2 separate regions of the Mus musculus genome follow, and region 1 is linked to region 2. The links are chromatin contacts, called in public HiChIP or PLAC-seq maps. All regions are on one chromosome and are shown on one strand. The core of a region is the stretch at or near the end of the contact, and the rest is flanking DNA. Distances in the headings are between cores, read along the strand shown. Region 1 holds the start of Tpd52l2 (tumor protein D52-like 2). Region 2 overlaps Rtel1 (regulator of telomere elongation helicase 1).

Region 1 (3,194 bases), core at 320-2,819, 160 kb after region 2:
GTGCAAGAAGACACGTGCAGGGAGAAGAGCCAGAGAAGGAACAGGTAGTGGGAAGCATCTAGGAACTAGTACTCACTGGGGCCTAGCTGGAGAGGGAAATTCAACCTTTTTTATGTATATGAGTACACTGTAGCTGTCTTCAGACACTCCAAAAGAGGGCATCAGATCCCATTACAGATGGTTGTAAGCCACCAAGTGATTGCTGGGAATTGGACTCAGGAAGAGTGGTCAATGCTCTTAACTACTGAGCCATCTAACCAGCCCTGAAAATTCAATCTTGTAGGTGGGACAATTCTGAAAGAGGGGGAATATTGTTTTAAGGATTTTTTTTCTTCTGAAAAATATTAAGGGCCAAAAGAAATTGGAAGGCTTGCTTTTAGCAGAGAGTTGCCCAATGGTCACGACTTCCTCATTTGGAATGGGGCGGGGGGGCACTCTTGTTCTCCTGTCAGTGTTGACACACTAAAACCATAAGAACCTCAAAGCTCGGGGCTGGTGAGATGGCTCAGTGGGTAAGAGCACCCGACTGCTCTTCCGAAGGTCAGGAGTTCAAATCCCAGCAACCACATGGTGGCTCACAACCATCTGATCACGAGATCTGACGCCCTCTTCTGGCGTGTCTGAAGACAGCTACAGTGTACTTACATATAATAAATAAATAAATCAAAAAAAAAAAAAAGAACCTCAAAGCTCTGGAGTGATCTTTGGAAATTTACTTTAGCCTCAGTTTGCTCATCTGTAAACTGGGAGGGGGCGCCAGTGCTGGCTCACCTGATGCTGTGAAAAGAAAGTGAGAAAATACCGGAGTGCTTACACTGGGCTGGGCTTCAGTTATTTGGAGGGTCCAACAGGTCCCTGAGGTGTTCAGTGCTGTGTGAACTCTTCCAGTACCAGAATACAAGCCGCCCAGCAGCCCCCAAACAGCTGGCCTACTAGTGTGGGAATCCAGCTGGAGACAGCGGCACCTGCAGGGCAAGAAGACGAATCGCGCTCTCTACACTTTTAGTGCACTCCCTAGACAATAAAAAGTCTCCATAAAGAGGTTGCAAAAGCAAGTTAATTGGTACAATGTTTGCCCAGTATGCATTAAGCTCTGAATTCTCGATCCCCAATACGGTATAAATCAGCTGTGATGGTTTGCTCCTGTAATTCTAGCTCTAGGTAGGTGGACGCAGGAAGATCACAGTAAATTCAAGGTCGTCCTTTGCTGCAAGCAACCTGACTCAAAAACCAAAAGAATTTACAGGGGGTGGGGAGAGGTTGACAGGGGACTGGGGAGTACATAGGCCTGAGTTTGACCTGTCGAGGTGCAAAGTCAGAAGTCTTGTGGGCAGCCGAGGTTAAAGGTGGGAAGTCGGCGAACTGCAACACAATCCGAACCACCCATGCCTCGAGCTTCAGCTGTTCTGCCCTTTTTCACCCTAGAATCTTACTGTGGAACCAGACTAGAAGCATTGCTTCCTGCTTCGCTGCAGTCTGACCTATCAAATTGAAAGATTTGTCTTAGGTGGGGCCAGAAGACGTTCTTATTGGACACTACTTCACCGAGGGCGGGAAGAAGGCGGAGTACGAACCCGAGCGGAAGGAAGGCGGCGCGTCGCTGATTACGTAAGCGACTGCGGCCCTACAGTTCCACTGGCTCGTGTGTACGAAGCTGCCAGCTTGCAGTCCTCGGGGCTGGGCTCCTGTAGGACCTGCGATCCCAGCACCGACGCCAGCTACACCCAGCTGCCGCCTGAACATGGACTCTGCTAGCCAAGGTACCCGCACCGTGGATGGGCAGGGGCTGTGCCGCATTCCCGCCCTCCGAGTCGCGACTCGGCCCCCCCTCAGCCTCTGCCAAACCAATCCGCTGTTTCTCTTCGGCCAAGAGGCCCTTGACCTCAAGGCTCCCGATGGTCTTGCTGTGTGTGCCCTGGCGCCTCGGCCTCCCTTCGGAGCACTGCGAAGCGGCGTTCCTCGGCTCCCTCTCAGTTCCTAGAGTTTCATAACTCCAGACATTTCTCCTTAATGCGCTTCACCCTCTGTCCTCTCGCTGGCTCTGCAGCTCTTTATCTTTCGTTGGGCCGTAGGGGATACCACATCTGGTGCTAGGCTCCTGCGGAGACGTTGTGGGCGGCTCCCTACGGGGAAGGGGCGGTGCAACTATCCTTGTGTTTGGAGCAGCGCCTCTTGGGTGGTAACGCCACTGTAGCCTACTTAGAGATTCTCAAGGGAGAAGGGTTGAGTGAGTCAGGGGCACACCCAGAACACCAGATCTGTTGCCAAAACAGACACCTGAGGCCAGTAAGGAGTTGCTACGGAGAAGTGTGGTTCAGGCTCAGGAGATTAAAATCTTGAGAAGGTGGTACACTGGGGATGCTTACTTAACTACACTGGCTAAATTAAAAAAAAACCTTTCTACTGTTTGGCTTGCACTAACACATTACCTAAGCATTAGAATTTTGGGTTTTTATACATTCTGGATTTTTTTTTCTACTGTGAAGGGAATTTGCAAATTCAGAAGGCTATCTACTGTTTTATTTTCATCTTTAAGTAGTAGATTCTGGTCCCTGGAATGACACTGCTAAGGATGTGACTCAGTCATTGTTGTGTGACAAAATGTTTCCTGGGAAGCCAGGTGTGGTGGCACACGCCTTTAATCCCAGCACTTGGGAGGCAGAGACAGGCAGATTTTTGAGTTGGAGACCAGCCTGGTCTACAAAGTGAGTTCCAGGACAGCCAAGACTATACAGAGAAACCCTGTCTCGAAAAACAAAAACAACCCCCCCCCCAAAAAAAAAAACCTTTCCTGGAAGATGCATCACACATCTATCTACTCATCCCAGCTAGGGAACTCAGAACAGACCAAAGGTACAGATACCACCAAAGTCTACTTTAGTGAAGTAATGTGCATTATTAGGGTTATTTACAGGGATATGGGCAAGGGGTTACTTACAGGAGCAGAAATGACCCAAAGATGGTCGCAACAGCAAATTCCACCCCAACCTGGGTGATAGTTCACAAAGCTGAGAACCTTGAACACAATACACAGCCTGCAGGCAGCTCAACAGGTTGGAAAGTGTCCTTTCGAGGAGCCTCAGTTATAAAGAGGTTTACCTCTTCCAAGCAATTGGCCTGGTATCTGCTTCTTCTGGGCAGCTGCTCTGGTCTCAAAACTCGGCTTTGAAACCTTTCTCTTCTGAGTCATCTTT
Region 2 (3,143 bases), core at 451-2,950:
ATAGGCAGGCTAACGAGAATGAAAAAACCCAAGGCTTTATGGATGTTTAGGCAAACACTATACCGACATTGTTGGCTCCCATAGCTGTCCACATGGACAGGGTCAGTAACCTCTGGTGTCAGTAATGACCTGGTGGGCAGCTTTTGCTTCTAATCCCTATGGTAAATATACATCAAGAACTTAGTGTGTGGTGCTACTTAGGCACCTCTTACAGAGCTTGGATTTTAGTACCTGGAGTTGGGAGAGCAGATAGCAGAAGATGCTGTTGAATGGTTGAGGATAGCGGAAGTGGACAGAAAGAAGGCTTCAGTGATCTGGTAAAGACAAGACAAGTACCTTTACCTGCTGGGCCAACTCGCTGGCCCTAGCATGACAGTTTTGAAGAACTAGGTTAGAAATCACTGCGGTAAGCGGGCGTGGTGACGCATGCCTTTAATCCCAGCACTCGGGAGGCAGAGGCAGGCCTGGTGTGCACTACACAAAGATACAGTGTCTTGAAAAACAAAACAAAATAAGTTAGACTTAAAATTTCAAGCTTAGGCTTTTTAAAAGAATTAGAAAAATTAAAGTCTTATTTTGTTTTGAGACAGGGTCTCACTGTGTATCCCTGGCTGGCCTGAACTCAGAGAAATTTGTCTGCCTTTGTCTCCTGAATTAAAGGTGTATGCTATCACACTCTGAGAGAAGATTAGTAAACTCTAACATCAGTTTTTCCTTTCAAGAGTATTGGTTTTGGTTTTTTTGAGATAAGGTTTCTCTGTATAACAGCCATGTCCTGGAACTCACTTTGTAGACCAGGCTGGCTCCCAACTGACAGAGATCCACCTGTCTCTGCCTCCCGGGTACTAGGATTAAAGGCGTGGGCCATCACACCTGGCTTTATCAGTTAAATTTAAAAGAAAATTGTAAAGTACTAATTTATTTTTGTTTGAGTGTATGTATGTGTGACCCACTGTGCATGTGTGGAGGTCAGTGGATGATTTGGAATACTTGGTTCTCTCATGGGATTGAACTCGAGGCTGGGGTCTTAGCGTGCCTTACCTTCTAACATCTTGATCTTCCCACTGTTAGTTAAAAAAATTTTTTTAGCATTCTAGCTGAGAATAGTGTGTATATTTACTTTTTCAAGTTATATGCATATGTACGTATACACACACACACACACACACACACACACACACACACACACACACACAGGTACTAGGGTCAAACTTTATTTTCTATCATTGAACATGCTCCGTGAAAAGGTAAGTGATTTAGTTATTCATGCGTTGTAGAGTTCATGGCTGATGTGCCTATTAAGATTCTAATAGGTCAGAATTTCAGTGTTTCTTTACACTATGCATATATTCGCTCTCTGTTTTATCAAAAAAATGGAATATGCAGCTGTAAGCATTTTAAAGTTAATAAAAACTTCAAAACATGGTTTTAAAGAAAAAAAGCAAGTTTCAGAAAATGAGGAAATGCTGCAGCCTTTCAAAGGACCTGGATCTACAGTGAACAAAGGCTTTTAGAATTGAACAGTCCAGCTCACTTCTAAGAAACCTGAGTAGATAGTTTTCTGAAGTTTACAGAATGGCCACTTATGGTTTGTGGAAGGGTTTAACTGCTCTAGTCACAAGGTCATTTCAGGCCCAAACTACAGGAAGTGATACTGTATTCTGATGGAAATGGCTGCAATTAAAGAGACTTAAGGGTCTAGGAACTTAGCTCACTGGTAGAGCATTTGTCTAGCATTGGTGAGCCCAGGTAGTCAATCACAGGACCACACACATACATAAAAAACAAAGCATGCTGGCAAGATAGTTCAGCTGGTAAAGGTGCTTATCACCAAGCAAGCCTGATGCTCTGAGTTCAGTTCCTAAGGCCTACATGTTGGAAGGTGAGAACCCTTAGACTGTCCTAAGACCTCTACCTATGAACCTTAGCACACAGGCACTCTCCCTGCCACAAAGTAACAACAGCATCAGCAGCAAAGGTAGAAGTAAGTGTGAGGTGTGGGGCAGTCGGAGGTACCAACTGTGGCTGGTGGATATGGTGATCACGCAGTAGCTCTGTCAACAGTGTGTGCTTGTAGCTCCCTTCTAGGAAAAGAAAGTCCTTAATCCAGTGACTCAGGCATACAGTCACTGGAGTTTACTGACCACTGCCAGAAGTGGGAAGCTAGAAACTGCCAGCAGTGAGAAGTGAGTCTCAGAAATGCTACATTCTCCTCCTCTCCTTCCTCCTCCTCCTTGTTTTTTTGTTTTGTTTTGTTTTGTTTTTGAGACAGAGTTTGACCTGGAACTCACTCTGTAGATCAGACTGGCTTTAGTAATCTGCCTGTTTCTGCCTCCCAAGTGCTGGGATTAAAGGCGTGCATCACCACTGCCCCGCTCAAAGCTACATTCTTCTTGAGGGAGTAGAATACTGGTTGTAAAATATTCACATCTGAGGCTGGAGAGATAGCTCAGTGGTTAAGAGCACTGACTGCTCTTCTGAAGGTCCAGAGTTCAAATCCCAGCAACCACAAGGTCGCTGACAACCACCCATAATGAGATCTGATATTCTCTTCTGGTGTGTCTGAAGAGAGCTACAGTGTACTTACATATATCAATAAATAAATCTTTTTTTTTTTTTTTTGGGTTTTCGAGACAGGGTTTCTCTGTATAGCCCTGGCTGTCCTGGCGCTCACTTTGTAGACCAGGCTGGCCTCGAACTCAGAAATCCGCCTGCCTCTGCCTCCCGAGTGCTGGGATTAAAGGCGTGCGCCACCACGCCCGGCTTTTTTTTTTTTTTTTAATCCACATCTATCAAAACCTAGATGTCGGGCTGGTGAGATGGCTCAGTGGGTAAGAGCACTGACTGCTCTTCCAAAGGTCTGGAGTTCAAATCCCAGCAACCATATGGTGGCTCACAACCATCTGTAACAAGATCTGACTCCCTCTTCTGGAGTGTCTGAAGACAGCTACAGTGTACTTACATATAATAAATAAATAAATCTTTAAAAAAAAAAAAAAAAACCCTAGATGTCGAGCTGGAGAGATGGCTCAGTGGTTAAGAGCACTCACTGACTGCTTTTCTGGAGAGCCTACTTTGGATTTCCCTGAACCTGTATGGTGTTTCACAGAGCTCTAAGTGTAGTTCAAGGAGAATCTGGCACC

What was found. HiChIP or PLAC-seq counts read pairs in DNA pulled down with a chosen protein or histone mark.
Region 1: a contact with region 2 is called in an H3K27ac HiChIP or PLAC-seq map of embryonic stem cells, with 4 times the contacts expected there. The contact joins the promoter of Tpd52l2 here to the enhancer-like site in region 2. A contact is called at or near these places in 1 of 484 Hi-C or Micro-C datasets (stem cell-derived epiblast-like cells), 7 of 115 datasets of contacts at active chromatin or transcription factors (the SCID.adh cell line, astrocytes, bone marrow-derived macrophages and 2 more) and 3 of 9 other capture datasets (adipose tissue, liver and pancreatic islet).

The regions. Positions count from the first base shown.
Region 1 is chr2:181,495,573-181,498,766 of GRCm38.p6, forward strand. Tpd52l2 (tumor protein D52-like 2) reads left to right here and starts at 1,570. Exons shown (of 9, transcript NM_001373959.1): 1 at 1,570-1,760. The coding sequence starts at 1,742.
Region 2 is chr2:181,331,096-181,334,238 of GRCm38.p6, forward strand. All of the region lies in intron 8 of Rtel1 (regulator of telomere elongation helicase 1), which reads left to right. Among named protein-coding and RNA genes, the nearest start is that of Rtel1, 13 kb to the left of the region's middle. Within about 2 kb of position 1,701, at least 8 of the 459 cell types and tissues checked have an H3K27ac peak or open chromatin away from gene starts, as enhancers often do. A contact at or near this core is called in embryonic stem cells, where this site is marked.